Linked DNA regions of Sus scrofa: region 2 is linked to region 1. Evidence: chromatin contacts called from public HiChIP or PLAC-seq data. All regions are on one chromosome and are shown on one strand. Each heading gives the region's core, a stretch centred on a gene start, on an enhancer-like site or on the middle of the called end of the contact. The rest is flanking DNA. Distances are from core to core; before and after follow the strand shown.

Region 1 (5,065 bases), core at 1,030-3,529:
TGTAGGTTGCAGACGCAGCTCGGACCCCACGTTGCTGTGGCTGTGGTGTAGGCTGGCAGCTGCAGCTCCAATTAGACCCCTGGCCTGGGAACCTCCGTATGCCACAGGAGCAGTTCTAGAAATGACCAAAAAAAAAAAAAAACCGCAAAGCATAAAGCCTTTTCAAGTTCACGATGGCTCTCTGGTACCGTGGGGAATGGCAAGTTCTAAGCTCTCAGGGAGCAGGTTTTGAGTGAAGTCACTAGGCACCTTCATTAACAAGCTCAATATCAACATTAAAAATTTAGGAAAACATTTCCAAAAAGCTACACTGGGGCCAGAGCCATCAAAGCAAGCAAGCATTCACACACTGCATTAGGAGCATGACCTCGGCATAACCCTAAAGGCTGGGCAGCAAGGTTAGAGCAAGGCCATAATTAACACTGTTCAGGGAAGAGGGGGTCTAGGTTAACAGTCAGGTTAGCCATTGCCATAGGCACCAGAGGGCTTTACATTTCTAAAGAAACAATTGAGTCCTTTTTGGGTGATTCAGAACTCTTCAGGGTCTTGTGAGGATGTGACTCATTGCCCAGAAGAACAAAGTGATACTCTAAAAACAAAAGATTTCTCTCAATCAGTTGGCAACAAGCAGTTACCAACCCCAACAAGAAAATGTTTCTTCACTGACTATAAAGCAAAAAATCTTTCTTTATAAGCAGATTGCCTTTCATAACCTACAAGTAAACCAAGTTTAAGGGTTTGGTTTAAGGTTATGACACATTCATGGGAATGAATGAAAACTAACATTAGAAAAACACTTTCAGTCTACCTCACCTATAAACATCTTATTTCTTTGATCAACTCTCTCATCCATTTTGTTACTATTAAAATTTACATGGCTGCTGAGTCAGAATGGAAGCTAGTCCTTAAATTACATTTAACTAGAAACAGAAATTGAGGTTGGACTTAAAGATCTGGTTTAGATCCCTCAGTGGACTATTACCTGACAACTCCCAGACTTGGGATCCTCTCTGTCTATAATAAATTAAAATACGGGCCCACATCCATCAACCTCACTCCTTTCCCTTTACTGTGAATTTTTGTTTGTTTGTTTAGGGCCTCAGCCACGGCATATGGAGGTTCCCAGACTAGGGGTTCAATCCGAGCTGTAGCCGCAGGCCTACGCCAGAGCCACAGCAAGGCTGGATGGATCAGAGCCGGGTCTGGGACCTACACCACAGTTCACAGCAAAGCCGGATCCCTAACCCACTAAGGGGGACCAGGGATCAAACCCGATGCCTCATGGGTGCTAGTCAGGTTCGTTAACCGCTGAGCCATGATGGAACTCCTCCCTCTACCATGATTTAAATGAGGTTAGGATGTGAAGGCAAGAGTTGGGGGTGGGGGTTCATCCGGAGGGCACTGAGGACTTTTTCTAATTGCTGTAAGGGAGGGTTGCCGGTTCCCAAGCGTTGCCTTCATAAACTGTGATTTTTTTTTTAACAACCATCAGTACTATTTCAGGACAATTAGCAGGTGTTAAGAATACTCCTGTGCACAATATCTTAGATACTTCAGATGTTCCCCCAAAATAAAGGCCACTGCTAAAACCAGCTAATGGGTGTGCAAGATGAAAAAGGACTCCACCGCAAACGCATAAGAACTACAAAAACCCTGTTATCATCTCAACTTGTAGTATATGTACTCACATAGGCAAAAATAAACACCCACATAAAAGACATACCTAAGTGCTTCCAGCAACTTCAATACGCTTAAAAACTGGGGCAAATGAGGTCAAGGGCCAAAGTGGGTCCAGCCGGTTGAGCCTCCAGCACACCTCGACCACCTGCGCCCAGAACAAGCACAACTGGGCTGCAGGAGCTGTCATCCCACCAGCTGGACGGGCAGCTTAAAGGAAGGCCCCGGGAAGCCCAACTAAGGGGCAACTCAAGCCCTGAGGTAGATGCTACTTACCTGACCCTGCCACCCTGCCCATCTACCCTCGCGACCCCAGGCCGAGTCTCCCAAACGCCCCCAGGCTTCCCGCAACCCTTCCGCGTAGTGCAGGTACCAGCGTTGTGCAGGCGCCTGCGCAGTGCGTGCCGGTCGCCAGTCCCTACGGGGAGCAGAAGAACGGCGCCGACCGGTACCGGGCGCGAAACGGTACAGACTGCTCCCCAGGATGGGGAGGTATCGTTCTGTAGGAGACCCCCCTTCCCAAGGCTGAGGGACCCAGGGCTTACCCGCGCCCAGAAGGCCAGCCAAGAGGAACAAGGTGTACATGACGCCGCCTGACTCCGCACACTGCAATGCAGGGTGTCAGCTGATCCTCTGCGAATATAAACCTACCCCGCCCTAAAGCCGCCCAACCACGCAGGCGCAAGCTGCTTTGCAGGGGGTGGGGTAGGGAGCCGGCCCACAGCCTGACTCAGCGCCTCACAGGGCGCCTGCGCAGGGGAAGATCGGGAGGGGGAGGAAGACGGAGGGCGGAGGCTGAAAGGAGTTTTGAAGGAGAATGGGAGGAAAAAGGGTAAAGGAACTGAAAGGAAGGGAGAAGTCGTCAAAAAAGAACACATAAATCAATAAGTCTCCCTTGGGGATTATGTATATAAAATATCTTTCAAGCCTCCTATTTCTTCTGTAACATACCATTTTCTATAGCACCATTTTTTAGGTGAGAATCCACACTCAAAAGGATTAACTACTTTTTCTGAACTCTCACAGTGCTCAGACTCACTGCCTGACCCACGCTCTCTTAAATATTTACATGGCTGTGCCTGCGTATAGCTTCATTCTGGGCCCCGATTTTCCCTCTTTAATATTTTATATGCACAGTCCCCCCCGCCCCCCGCCCCAGACAGGTAACAATATTAGGTATGTAGGGTTTCGGAACAGGTCTCTGAAATGTGCTACCTAGGCACGTGGAAACTTCTGCACTTTTTGGACCCTGTGGGCTCAAGGGAAATTACTGCCTCCTCCCTTAACCACGTGGAAGAATGTATATTGGGAAATTTCCCCAGAAAATGAGTAAACAGAGATGAATTTTATCTAAGTGGCTCTATCTAGGAGTTCCCATTGTGGCTCAGCAGGTTATTAACCTGACTAGTAATCATGAGGTGAGGTAGGGCCCATCTCTGGCCTCACTCAGTGGGGTCAAGTATCTGGTGTTGCCCTGAGCTGTGTCCTAGGGCCCGCAGCTGCAGCTCTGATTCAACCCTAGCCTGGGGACTTCCATATGCCTCACGTTTGGTCCTAAAAAGACCCCCCCCCAAAAAAGTGGACCCATCTATATGGCAGAGCAGATACCTGATTACTACACATCCTGTAAATGACCTTCCTGTCCTTGGGAAGCTCAGATCCCTATCTCATTTCTTTCTCTCCCCACCCTCCCACCCCCGCCCGGGCGGCATATGGAGGTTCCCAGGCTAGGGGTTGAATCAGAGCTATAGCTGCCGTCTACATCATAGCCACAGCAACGCCAAATCAGAACCGCATCTGCGACCTATACCACAGCTCACAGCAACCCCAGAGCCTTAACACACTGAGAGAGGCCAGGGATCAAACCTGCGTCCTCATGGATACTAGTCAGATGCATTTCCACTGAGCTACGTCGGGAACTCCCCCACCCCCTTTCTTAACTCAGGATGGTGTATATACCATTTTACCTGTCTCTGACCCTCACATGCTTGTGCAGTTCCCACACATGTGAAATTGAATTTGACTTTCCCCTGTTAATCTGTCTTATATCATTTTAATTATTTGACCAACCAAAAAGAACCAAAGAAAGGAAGGGAAATTGTCCCCTTCCCAACAAACACAGCCCCTCCCAAAGCCCTACCATTAATTGTCCCAGAATTGGAGTAGAAGAAAGGGATTGAGGAGCAAGATGGGAGAGGACAGGAAGTGCCTCAGCCACTGGAGATGGGAACTAGAAGGGAAGCCCACATTTGAGAACCAGGCTAAAAAATCAGCCAAGGGCCTTGTTGGAGAAGGAAGCAGTCTCAATCCTTTCTAGCCCTCAATCCTCACCTTATTCCAGAATAAGAAAGGCCTGGGTGGCCCACAAAACCGCTCACCTCTACTTCTGCTCTGACCCAGACCCCACCTTCCCCTAAGGGACAGATACCTATAAGCCCAAGGGAAGGAAATCTCAGCCTTTTAGGGCAGGCCCTTAAAGCTCACTTAGTCTCATTCCATCATTGTACCAATTGGGAAATTGATGCCTGAAATGGGAAGGACATTTATCCAAGGTTACACTAAACCAAGGAGGGGCAAACCCAGGGTCCCCCCCATCTGTGACGATCTATAATCCTCTCTTAGGGGCAGCCAGCAGACAGAGGCCTTGGCACACGCTCCTCGGCTTATACACACACACACACACTCCTCTCCACCACCCCTGCACTGCAGCTCTTACTTCCCACTGGGGAGCTCAACGGGGAAGTGTGCATTACGGTGGGTGATGTGAAAGAGCTGAGTAAAGGGGCAAGGGTTGGTCTAAACTAGATGCCTCACTGGTTGGCTTCAGTGGTGAGATGGAGGCTGCCTGGCTGCCCCCATCTGCAGGTTTCCTAAGTCTAGGAACAACATGATCACCCCAACAGCCAGATAAATGCAAGGCAGGTGGGGTTCGAGGACACAGCCTGGTCCCTGAGCTCCTTGCTGAGGAGGCAGAGCAGCCCACGCAGAGGTTACAGGAAGGACTCCAAGCTGTGAGCTGAAGTTTGGACTTGCCATCAGCCTCTGCATGGAGTAGAACGCGAGCCGTGGCAGCTGCCGACCCACAGCCCCGCTGCGTGGAGCTCAGGGTGGAGACCAGGAGTGAGGCCCTCTGTGCTCTGGGAAAACTGGAAGAAAAGGTCTCCAGGTAGATATTTTCAGGAGAAGATTTTATGAGCCCCGTTCTTGCATCTCCTCGTATCTAGAAAAACACTAGAAGTCCTTCAATGATGACTGATGACTGACTAGTAGTAACTGTCACGGGACCAGCAGCAACTTCTGTAAGATGAGCGCATGACTGCCCACAACTCCCCCTTCACCTTTATGACTTAATATTCCCCCTTTGCTCTTGGGGGCAGTGTTTCAGAGC
Region 2 (4,565 bases), core at 296-2,795, 1.1 Mb after region 1:
GGCATATGGAAGTTCCCAGGCTAGGGGTTGAATCAGAGCTGTAGCTGACAGCCTACACCACAGCCACAGCAGCTGGGGATCTGAGCCTTATCCACATCCTACACTATAGCTCACAGCAATGCCGAATTCTTAACCCACTGAGTGAGGCCAGGGATCAAACCTGCATCCTCATGGATACTAGCTGGGCTCATTACAGCTGAGCCGCAACGGGAACTTCCTAATGCTTTATTTTTTTAGTAGAATTTTACACTGTCTAAATTTTTCTGCAGTAATTAAGTGTTGCATATTTTTTTCAATCTGTTTTTTGGCCACGCCCATGATATGTGGAAGTTCCCGGGCCAGGGACTGAACCCATGCCACAGCAGCAACCTTAGCCACTGCAGTGATAACACTGGATTCTTAACCTGCTGCACTGAAAGGGAATGCCTTTCATCTGTTTTTTTCACTACATGTTTCCAAGATACAAAATGGTCAACACCATTATCTGCCTACCAAAGTCCCTGGCTTTCAGTACCTCAAAATACAACTCATTTAAAGACATCAAATAGCATTATTCACCTAAAGACACAAAGCAGTCCTTTCCCTAGTAACTAAGTTCAATCTCAAAGAAGCATTTGGCATCAGCTATCAGCTACCAAGGGACTGAAGGCATAATGTTCCAAAACCAAAACTGACATGACTTTTAAAGGTAAGTGACAAAACCTACACTTCTCACAGAAAGAAAAGGTAAAATGTGAAGTTCACAGTTAAGATTTAGAAATTATATTCACAGGCTAAAAGTCAAAGTTAAACAAAAATCACTGAATGTCTACTCAAATTTTAAATCAAGGCAAAACATACTCAAGGTTATTGACTTTCAGCTAAAATATTTCCTGCCTAAGGTATCCATTTTTTTCATAGATACTTGATGAGAAAAATCCCTTTAAAATGTTTTATATATTAGATTCCAATGTTCCAGCTACAAGGACAGTATATTTCTTATTATTTTAGATAAAGACTAGCCTCATTCATAAGCTACATCTAAATCTAAAAGGGGAAATACTTTCTTCCCAAAACCTGTATCAAAAAAAAAAGAGCCTAAAGTTGATGAAAGAACACTGCTGCCACGTCTTTCCCTTCCCCCACTCAGAAGTGACTATTTCATCCCTTCAGAGTGCATTCCAAGGGAAAGTCCAAGAGCCACAGCTCTTAGAGAAACAAGAAACAGTTAAGTTGAAACTGGCAAGCCTCGTTGGCCTTTTAGATCAATTCCTAAAAGGAAATCTAGGTTCTTCGTCCCTTAAAGCAAACAGTGCAAAATTCCAAGAATCTTCTCCACTCTGTCGGAACGCCAAAGACGTTAGTGTCTAAAAACTGAACTGTATTTAATACATTCGATGACTGAGGAGAAATAGTCTCATACTTATGATACCACTCTTCCTCCCCCTTAAAACATACATCTGGGGGCCATTCGCTTAACTCAAAGTTCTCGCACAAACACAGAATTCGATTTCCTGATGGACTTTTAAAAGCATCAGATTCTGCTGTGAAAGAGCAGAGGGGGGTGGGGAGGGAGAGAAGCTCATGTACCTTTAAAATTTTTATGTGGCAGAAGGAAGGAAGAAGACTAGCTTCCCGGTTGACTGAGAATCTGACAGCCGACTTCCCTACCCAGCCGCCCGAAACTCGCCGCCCGGGGCTACGTCTAACTGCTCGGGCTGCACCGCTGCGCGCAACAGATGAGCCTGAACTTCCCCGGGTATGTCCGCTTCCTAGACCCGACAACTCTTCCGCGGGGTAAAAACGCCCGAGTGCTTCGGCGTGAGCTCTAAGCTTTAAAATCAGTTCTCCACTGCCACATGCTAACCATCTGCTGATTTGGAGGCCGAAAACCGTCGCGTACCCGTCAGCTTTGCAAGCGAGGACCAGGTAAGAGTGGAGCTCGGGAAAATCAACAGGGTTACCCCTCCTCGGGAAGGAATATTCAAGAAAGTACTGGTTCCCGGGGCGGAGACAGAGGCTGCCGCAGCCCCAACAGTCGGGGACGCCAATCTGGGAGGAGGTGGGAAGGGGAGCACCGAGGAGGGCGGAAGGGCCTCTGGGACAACCAGGAGGCGCGGGGCGCTGGACCTGGGGAAGGTACAGAGGAGAAGGTACTGCGGTAGTAAACCAGGGAACCCCTGCCCCCGAGCCATCCCACCAGAGAGGGCAGGGACCAGACCCCCCAGAGCCATCCGAGAAGGGCCGCGGCTGCCCAAGAACTTCAGCCTCAGTAGCCAACGACTACCCAAGGACTTCATCCTCATTCTCCAAGGTCGGAGAAGCGTCTCACCTGAGAAGTGGCAGGGGAGGGCTGCGCGTTCTCCAGTCCTCGACCGCCTTCAGTCAAGCCGGCTCCCTTCTCTAAGCCCGCTGGTGGCTTGACTGGGCAGCAGAGGGAGCCAGTTAGCCCTTTTATAACCTCTAGGCCGCGACGGCAGCGCTAGGGAGGAGGCAACTGCAACCCTCGCTACGTGAGCTCGATCACACCAGCGCCCAGGCGTTTGCGCAGGCGCCCAGCCCAGGCCCTCGCCCCCACCCTTTGCCCACGTCCCACGCCCCAGACTCCCCACCAGCTGGTGAAGTCCGGAGCCGAGGGGAGGGGCCGGCGGGCGGGCGTGTGGTGTAGCGCGCCTGCGCAGGGTCCTCGCCACGCCCTTGTTACCGTGGTTACTCCGGATTTGCCCCACTCCTTTCAACAGGTTGTTTAGCGCCTGGGTTACGCCATCAGCCTCAGGCTGGGACGTCGGAACTCCCAGCAGGGAACTATATTAAATATAAGAATAAGAACATGGGAGTAGAAAATAAGGCAGAAAAGAAGAATCGGGTGGAAAATAACACCGTACCTCATGTCTTGGTATCTCAGCTGTCTTGGTCCTGAGGCTTTTTACTTTACGAACCTCCTTCCTTCACCTACACTCATATGTACCTCGCTCTATCGCTTATCTTTATACTTTATCACTAGATAGTGCACTGCACGCTCTGGAAATTTTCTGGGTTCACTTCCCAGCTCAGTCTCGTAAAACTCTGGGCATTAACTTCTCTGTATCTCAGCTTCCTCTTTTGCAAAATGCGAATGACGTTAGGTAACTCTTAGGATTGTTATGAGAATTAAATAATGTGCGTAAAGCATTTAGCACATGCCTAGCACACAGAAAGGGTTTGGTAAATATTAGATTGTGTTATAGCATGTGAGGAATCCAGTGTTGTGTTTGGTCATAGTCCAACCTTTGTCTTAGTCATTATCGTCCTAAAAGAAAGCTTTAGTATCAGGCAGCAGACAATGAAGGAGAAAGGGAAGAAAGCGAAAGTGTCCGTGAAAGAGAAGACTTGTCTCAGACTTGGTAATCATTAAAAATTGTTTTTTCTAAAGTTTTCCATGAATGCTAAAAAGCATAGCAATAGTTAACATTTAACTCTTATCTAGGAGTTGGGGTTGATTATTACAGATACAGCAATAGTCAAAGAGGGGGTACTTTTCAGAACCCTAGGGAACATAATATAGTGATATAGTGACCCACTAATCAGCAGTTCTTAAAGTGCGGTCTCCAGGTTCACAGGGCAAAATTATTTCATACTGAATCGAAAAACAATGGAATTTTCCAGAGACTACATGTCCTGTGATAGTGCAACAGATTGCATGCAGAAGAATGAGAATCTTCTATTAGGCTAGATACTAAAGAAATTTGCAGAAATGTAAAATGTCATTCTTCTCACCAAATTCTTTTTGCTCTGAAAAATGGTTATTTTTCATTAAAAAATGTTATTTATATTAACATGTAACAGATTTATTATTTATTGTTTTTAAATGAATTAATATTTTGCATGTTTGTTTTACTCCTAATACAGCAAATGTTGATAGATATGATATGATCCACATAAAAGCTTTCTGGAGTCCTCAGTGCTTTTTAGGAGTGTGAAACAATTATGAGAACAAGTGTTTCAGAACCACTAGTCTAAACAAACAGCAGGGAGCACTTTGACACAGGAGGCAAAGATCTCTTCCTCAAATCTTTGTCTCAAGTGAAGCTGTAATCAGTCTATCCACTGCCCCTATATAGAGCAGACTCTGAAAATTGCAATTCACCCTGTAAATTAAATAGCTCCAGACCTTAAGGGAGATTTACTGTGAAGATAAGAAAGCTTAGCTTCAGGGGCCATCATTTACACTAGCCCTTTCCAAGACCCTGGAAGGAGCCCCAGCAATATGCTCACACAGCCATATGCTTTTGTAAAATTTTTAAAAGTAAAAATTTTAACTGCAGTCTTTAGACTGCTAATTCTTTCCTCACTGATTTTCCCTCTGTCCTGCTTGCCCTTGTCAGATGGCGTTGGAATGCCTAGAAGTCGTTTTTAAAATTTAACCAAAGGGAATTTGAGTTAGAATACATTTGGTTTGAGTTTAGTGGGATATATTTTTGTAATTCACAGTCACTTCCATGTATAGTTATTTTCAGCTGTCCCATTATATGAGTGGCATCCAAGAAGCCTCCTACCACCCGTTGTGCTGACCCACCCAGCACTGTAAAACAAAGGTACAGGGCCAG

What was found. HiChIP or PLAC-seq counts read pairs in DNA pulled down with a chosen protein or histone mark.
Region 2: a contact with region 1 is called in an H3K27ac HiChIP or PLAC-seq map of alveolar macrophages. The contact joins the promoter of NUDT13 here to the promoter of PSAP in region 1. A contact is called at or near these places in 1 of 47 Hi-C or Micro-C datasets (skeletal muscle) and 1 of 2 datasets of contacts at active chromatin or transcription factors (alveolar macrophages).

Annotation. Positions count from the first base shown.
Region 1 is chr14:74,767,289-74,772,353 of Sscrofa11.1, forward strand. PSAP (prosaposin) reads right to left here and starts at 2,280. Exons shown (of 14, transcript NM_001198919.1): 1 at 2,223-2,280. The coding sequence starts at 2,262.
Region 2 is chr14:75,916,511-75,921,075 of Sscrofa11.1, forward strand. NUDT13 (nucleoside diphosphate-linked moiety X motif 13) reads left to right here and starts at 1,546. Exons shown (of 12, transcript XM_021074324.1): 1 at 1,546-1,908. P4HA1 (prolyl 4-hydroxylase subunit alpha 1) reads right to left here and starts at 2,392. Exons shown (of 15, transcript NM_001097435.1): 1 at 2,312-2,392.